Linked DNA regions of Sus scrofa: region 1 is linked to region 2. Evidence: chromatin contacts called from public Hi-C data. All regions are on one chromosome and are shown on one strand. Each heading gives the region's core, a stretch centred on a gene start, on an enhancer-like site or on the middle of the called end of the contact. The rest is flanking DNA. Distances are from core to core; before and after follow the strand shown.

Region 1 (3,824 bases), core at 762-3,261, 120 kb after region 2:
ACAATCAAGGTAGGAGACAGGCCTCAGGGAAATACCCTGTTTTCTTCACAGGCACTCCTGAGGCACAAGAAATGAAAACAATATAAATGACCAAATATCCTAAGAATCTGAACATACCCTGATAGAAGAAAAGAAAATGTATTTTTACTAAATTAAACATGCCAATCAATAGCCTACAACAGAAGTTCCAGTTCACTGCTAAATCTGGCCCACTGCCTATTTTTCAATAATGCTTGCACTGAGAATAGTTTTCACATTTTTATATGGTTGAAAAAAATCAAAAGAACACTTCATGTCAGGTGAATATTGATAGAAATGAAAGTGTCTGTCTCCATAAATAATTTTACTTATTTGTTCACTATTGATGCTACAACAGCGTGACTACTGTACTCTACTCAATAGAGTTGAGTAGTTGCAATAAATGCTACATGTCATGAAAAACTTAATATTTACCATCTGGCCCTTTTGAGAGAAGTATGCCAATCTATGTCTACAAAACTTGCCTATCTCGGTGTTATCTAAATGGAACACATTATTTGCAATTCAATACCGGTGTAACCTGACACACCTGAGTCACCTCAAAAGGAGGGGTATCTTTTTTAGCACCTGCTTAAAAAATTTTGACAATTTTTTTTTTTCAGGGCTAAGAAATAGTTTTAAAATGTTTAAGAACTCCCTGGACTAAAATATACATGAAAAAAATATTCACCTGCTCAATAACAGATACATGATGTTGAAAAAAACCACTAGGTGCCATAAAATTCAAATATTATTCAGTCACCCGAGACACCATAAGTACCTTTCAATTTGTAATGTGGGCATTAATCATAGCAAATTCTATGAAGAAAAGGGACTCTCATAACACCTTGACTTCCCACAGTGGCGCAGACTCTAATCCTTACACTGGATGACTCACAATCTCCCCAGCTTCTACCTTCAGGGAAACCTTGGGCTATTTCTGATCCTTTCCTTAGTATTTGCACAGTCATGCCTATGCCATTGTTTAAAACACCTACTGGGAACAAGCCATGCAGTTACTCAATATTATCTATTCAGGGCCCGGAATCTGAAAGTCAGTAACTGCCCAAAACTTCCTGTAAACCTATCAAGTCTAGGTATCAGAAAAAAATCTTACCAAGTAATATACATACAGGTTTGTTTAAGCACTCTGGAGTGTGGCGGCCTTATAAACAAGGTTTAGCCAACAGTATTCGTTTGTTCCTATTCCAAAACCCTACCTTACCATTGGCTCAAACACTCTAGAAAAATAAAATTTCTCTCCCCTTTACGTTTTCATACAGCACCCTGCCGATGGGACGTGAGGAGGTGCGGGGAATGCGAACCCGCAGTCCCAACCAGGTTTGCGCAGGGAGTCCTGTCCCACGCGACCTTCCCACTCACTCAGCGGAGTGCCGTGGCGAACCCGGCCCCCACCAGACCACTCCAGCCCCTCTTCTCTCCACACTCCCGGCTGCGGCTTTCGGAAGACCAGAGGCCACCTAGCCTCAACAGCGCCGGAGTCACGGCACTTCCGCTCGAGGCCGGCCAAACTACAAGTCCCGGCAGCCACGGCGGAGGACCGCCCACCCCCCTCCACCCGAAAAGAATCCCAGAACCCTCCGCGAGATGCCAGGGCCTCGAAATAGAACAAAACCGGCCGATGGGGGAGGGGGGAAGGCGGGGGTCGCGGAAGGCACAAGGAAGGGAGGACTCTCCAAGGGTGCCGAAAGCCCTATCTGGCTTTCTGTCTATCCCTCCCTGTCTCCCAGCTGCTGGGCGCTGAGACCGTGGCCTGTCCCCCGCGCCTCCCGGGAAGCCAAGGAAGGTCACCGCCAAGCTTTTTCGCTAACTCTTGCCAAGCGGACCACAGCCTCTAGCCCAGCCTCCCTCGCACGCTCTTCCCCCCTCTCTCGCGCAAACCTCAAGCTCGGGAACTGCAACCGCTTCGCTGTCCACGGCCGACGCAGAAACGCCGCCGCTCACAAGCCGTTTCCCAGAAGCCCCCGGCGCAGACTGCTTCCGGTCTGTGGGCCCCAGGAGGCGGGGGGTAGGCGAAGCCCCGCGTTGCCATAGAGATGCGCTCCGGGCTGGGGGAAGGGCTGTCCAACTACAATGACCGCTTTGAGGCTGCGCTTGGCCTCACGCCTCTCTCCCCTGGTTAGCCCAGTCTTCTGTGTTCCCCTTAAAAGACCAGGAAAGGAAAGAAAAAATTCTGCCACTAATGTAGTCTTTACGGTGTCATAAGTCTTTTCACATGCATTATCTCATGTGATCTTCACAGTAATCCTCTGAAAGAAGTAACAAAAGCTAATATTTATGTGTGCTAACCACGTTGTACCAGGTTCTGTCACCGTGGTTTACATGTCTTGTAATTTAATTTTCGTGAAAACCCTATGATGTAAGAACTTTTATTATCCCCATTTCACAGCTGAGGTAATTGAGGCTCAAGTAAATAGCTTGCGGAGAATACATAACTAGTAAGTACGAAGCAAGATTTGAAGCCAAGGCATGACTCTAACCTTTGGCTACCATTTGCTGTGCTATAGAGCTTTATTATGACTAATTAATTTGTCAGGGAAACAAGATGAGACTCTTAATCAAGAGCTTTGGCAATGATCGCAGAGTGAATTTGCAGAATGCATGGTTATCTTCTGACTTTAGGCTTGACATTTCATACTACAAAACAGCTGCCAAAGTGATTTAAAAACATAAATCAGACCACTTAATGCCCCTACTTAAAGGCCTTCAGTGGATCCCTACTGCATTAATTATGACATTAAAAACTGCTTACATTGGCCTGTAAGGCCCCCTGTGGTTTTTCCCTGCCCCCACCTTACCCCCACACCCCAGCTCTTAGCCTTGTTGTGGCTGGCAATCGTCAGCCTTCCTGACCATTTCTTCCTCCTGGAAGCCTTCTCACGCTCATAGCACTGGGTAGAAGTGATCTTATGTATTCATTTCACTGGTTTTTGTTTTATTTCGTTTTGTTTGTAAGTCCCATAAGGGCAGGGACCTTGCCTGTCTTGTTCACCACAGTATTCCCATGTAGTCCCGGGATGCTGACTGCCTGGTACATAGAGAACTCAATAAATATTTGTTGAATAAATGAATGAAATGTGGGCTGGTCACATTGCTGCCTTTGCTAGGTCACATGTTCAGCATCAGGAACCACACAAAAGAGCCCTGTTGTTTAAGGTCTATGTTAGAAGTACAGGTCCAGCCTTCCAGCAGCCTTCCAAGATCTTCAGGCTTCAGCTTTCTGCCTCTTTCAGAGTGCCCTTTGCAAAGTGCCCTTAGGCTCTGCTGAATTCATGAATGAGAGCGCAAGTGAGTCAGCTGATGATCCCATAGCACTACTTTACTCTCTGACCAGGATTTTGCCTCCCCAGAACACCTGCTACTTCTGATGGCCCTTCTTCTCTTTCTTTTTTAGGAGGTTTCTGAAATCCAGACTTTTTTTTTTTTTCTCTTTTCTACTTGGCTACTACCACCAACCTGCTTGGCTGCTCTTCCCAACCTTTCCGTCTTTTGTGACTCTAAAAGCTAGCTCAAGGCATTTTTGTTTTGCTTTGCTTTAAGAGGTTTTTTAACATCTAATTAATGTTGGAAAACAAAAAATATACACATCAAACAGACATATCTGGGGAGGTTAAAAATGCAAGATTTTACGAAACTCTTTGCCTGGTGTTCATTCTGTCACTTTTAATTTTTTTCTGAGAGAGTAAATGGAAACCACCATGAAGTTTTCCTCTCTAATTTGCTCGTTTGAGGGCCGGGACTGCCAACACCCACTTTGAAACACCATCCTTCTGAGCCCTACTAGG
Region 2 (3,516 bases), core at 445-2,944:
TCCTTATAAACTTCAAAAAATATTTTAAAATTTTCCCTCAAATGATTAAACCAAAATGGAAGAATAAATAAACCCATATTCCATTCAGTATGAAATGAACCTGTGGTTCACCTAAAGATCAAGCTTTGGCTAATTAGTAAAAAAGGGCCAGGCCAGAAGATGATAACCAGCCCAAAGAAAAAATAGAAGCACATGATTAAGTGAGCAGATGGCCACTTGCAATTTACTGTTTGATTTGGATTGATGGTCCAACTAGGGAAGCTCTTTAGCTTAAGCTCTTCCCTTGAGAGCCCTGGATGGCTGGACTCCAGTGATTTGTTCAGGTTAGAGCTCCTCTCCTCCCAGAAGTGCTTCCATAATTCATAAAAAGTCTAATGTGTGTATCAAACAAGCACAGACCAGGGGTCTACACTCCTTCAAGATGGCATGCTAACTAACTCTTTCCTTTTGGCCTCAGACAGACAGGGTAGAAAAGGGAAAGCATCTTTTTATCATCCAAATATCCAGTTTAAAAAGCAAAAAAAAAAAAAAAAAAAAAAAAGGAGGAACCATGCCTTATTTAAATCATTTTGTGTATAAACCTTAAGCTAATGTTAGCAAAAAAATTCTATTGATGCCCTGTGAAAGTAGAATTAGGCCCCAGGACAGGACTCAAAGTAGAAATGGGTGAACTCAGGAAAGAAAAACAGAGTATTGATTTAAGAAGGAGCCAAAAGCATGCTTCTGTGCATTTCTCGAGTTTGCTTAGAAAGAGCACATCCTATACCTTCATAATCAGCTCTAAAAGTCCTTCCCTAATGTGAACTGTCCAATCAATTAAAAACTATATGTTAATTAAGATGCAAGTGGCTACTGAATAAACAGAAAGAGATCCCAAACAAAACCAAAGATATTTCTGATAAGGTATAAGTAGAACATATACATCATTAAGTATTTTCTTTTGCATATAAACATCTGTTTTTAAAAAGGAAGAGTTTCCTGGTGGTCTAGCAGTTAAGGATTAGGCATCATCACTCCTTGACTCAGGTTCGATCCCTGGCCCAGGAACAATTTCTGTGCATGCCATGGGCATGGCCAAAAAAACTGGGGGGAAAGGGTGAAGAACCCAGATTTGGAAGGGAGTGGGGGTGCAGTAGGGAATTATGGTTTAGTCCAGCTTTGAGTTTTTCAGCTCAAAATATATTTAAATAAGATGGCTCTGTGGTACAAAAGGTAGTGCATTGAACTTCAAAAAATATTTAAATAAATAAAAACTGGAGGTTTTTAATGTCAGTCTGAGGTTACTGCCTTTATCTCTTGGGTTTTGTTTTTGTTTTGTGTTTTCTTTTTCTAACTAAAAAAATAAATAAATAGATACGGATATCTGTAATAATCTCTTTATAAGCCAGAGTTTTCCAATTACTATTTCTCCCAGTTTCAGTACCCTTTTCACTAGCAGAAAGTTATCTTGCACTCAATTGAAGATTTACAAGTTAAAACTCAAATCTTTTCTTTTCTAAAAAACTTCACAAACATGTTAAACAGGAAAAGGAAGTTGGAGTTAGGAACTGGGAGGCTATAAGAATTTTTTGTTTCTAAAGGATTGGATGCGACTGCCAACAATTCCGTGGTTTTAGCTGCTTTCAAAAGGAAGAATGTGATAATAGCTCCTGGGTGGAATAATTTTGGCTGGACTTGATTAAATCTAAGCTTAAAACTTACAGAGAACAGCTTGGACGGCATTTTTTTTTTTTTTTTTTTTAAGAAACAACTATGCATTTCATCTTACTGTGGCCTTGCCAAATTCAGGGCCTTTGGGAATCTGGCACTAGATTAGACACTAACAAAGCAAGCTAAATACCCTGGGTAATATGAGTTACATAACTCCAATCAACACTAATGAGTGTGTGTCTCACTAAAACCCTGCACGTGTAATTTTGGAAAGCAGTCCTTTCCTTTCACAAAGGGCCATTTCATTAAGCTCCCAAAAAGTAATCAAATGAGTGACAAATACTAGATACATTCACTTGGTATTTTTATTTATAATATCTTTTTCTTTTGGTAAATAAATTATTTTACACTTCCTAGAAATGCATCTAGATTTTGCTTCCAATATCATAAGCTTTGTTCTTGACATTATTTTCCGGTGGCTTCAGGATATGTGATTTTAGTACCATTGATGATAATTCTATAATACTTGAAAAATATCAACTATATGTTAGCTAACTCCTGGAGCCTCCATTTTCCAAATGTGAATACAAATAATATTACATAGTAAAAATCATCGGGAGTTCCCATCATGGCTCAGTGGTTAACAAATCCAACTAGGAACCATGAGGTTGCAGGTTCGATCCCTGGCCTTGCTCATGGGTTAAGTATCCAGCATTGCCGTGAGCTGTGGTGTAAGTCACAGATGTGGCTCATATCTGGCATTGCTGTGGCTGTGGTGTAGGCTGGGGGCTACAGCTCTGATAGACTCTTAGCCTGGGAACCTCCATATGCCACAGGTGCAGCCCTAGAAAAGACAAAAAAATGCAAACAAAAACAAAAATCATCCCAAGGACAAGACAGCATAAATGTACCTCTTCCTATTCTTCAAGTACTGCTAAAATCCTAGGATATTATATATACAATACATACATATACAATATATATTACATACATATACAATATACATTATAAACAATAAGAAGACTCTGAATATTTTTAAGTACTAAGAGAAAAGCACTCTATATCCATGAAAATATCCTTCAAGAATGAAGGGAGGAGTTCCCATCGTGGCTCAGTGGTTAATGAAACCGACCAGGAACCATGAGGTTTCGGGTTTCGATCCCTGGCCTTGCTCAGTGGGTTAAGGATCCGGCGTTGCCGTGAGCTGTGGTGTAGGTTGCAGACGCAGCTCGGATCCCGAGTTGCTGTGCCTGTGGCGTAGTCCGGCGGCTGCAGCTCCAATTCGACCCCTAGCCTGGGAACCTCCATATGCCGTGGGAGCAGCTCAAGAAAAAGGCAAAAAGACAAAAAAAAAAAAAAAAAAAGAATGAAGGGAAAATCAGATATTCTCAGATGAAAGAAAAGTAAGAGAATGTGTTGCCAGCAAACCTGCCTCAGAGAATGGCTAAAAGAAGTTCTTGAATCAGAAAGGAAATGATAAAAGAAGGAAATGTGGAACATCAGGGAGGAAGAAAGAACAAAAAGAGTAAAAGTTTATGTAAATACAATAGGCATTTCTCTTAAAAATATATTAAGAGAAAATCTCTTGAGTTTTCTAAATTGCCTTTAATGGATGAAGCAAAAAAATTATAATATCATTTGATATTAATGTAATTAATGTGGTTCTTAATGTAAGTAGAGGAAGTAAGATGGAGGATGTAAGGCTTCTATACTTTATTCGAAATGGCAAATGCCAACACTACTAGCTCTGATAAGTTACATATATGTAATAAAACGCCTAGAATAACCACTCAGAAAGCTATACAAAGACTTACACTCAAAACATAGATGAATCTAAACGGAATTCTAAAAAACTTTTGTTTTGTT

Evidence for each region. A called contact is a pair of places that touch in the nucleus more often than the background predicts.
Region 1: a contact with region 2 is called in a Hi-C map of embryonic fibroblasts, with 1.6 times the contacts expected there. The contact joins the promoter of ZNF24 here to the enhancer-like site in region 2. A contact is called at or near these places in 1 of 5 promoter capture datasets (liver) and 11 of 47 Hi-C or Micro-C datasets (brain, embryonic fibroblasts, epiblast stem cells and 7 more).

The regions. Positions count from the first base shown.
Region 1 is chr6:119,165,193-119,169,016 of Sscrofa11.1, forward strand. It overlaps ZNF24 (zinc finger protein 24), which reads right to left and starts at 2,012. Exons shown (of 4, transcript NM_001243375.1): 1 at 1,921-2,012; 2 at 1-57.
Region 2 is chr6:119,048,522-119,052,037 of Sscrofa11.1, forward strand. No RefSeq gene overlaps it. Among named protein-coding and RNA genes, the nearest start is that of ZNF397, 27 kb to the right of the region's middle. Within about 2 kb of position 1,695, at least 1 of the 83 cell types and tissues checked has an H3K27ac peak or open chromatin away from gene starts, as enhancers often do. A contact at or near this core is called in embryonic fibroblasts, where this site is marked.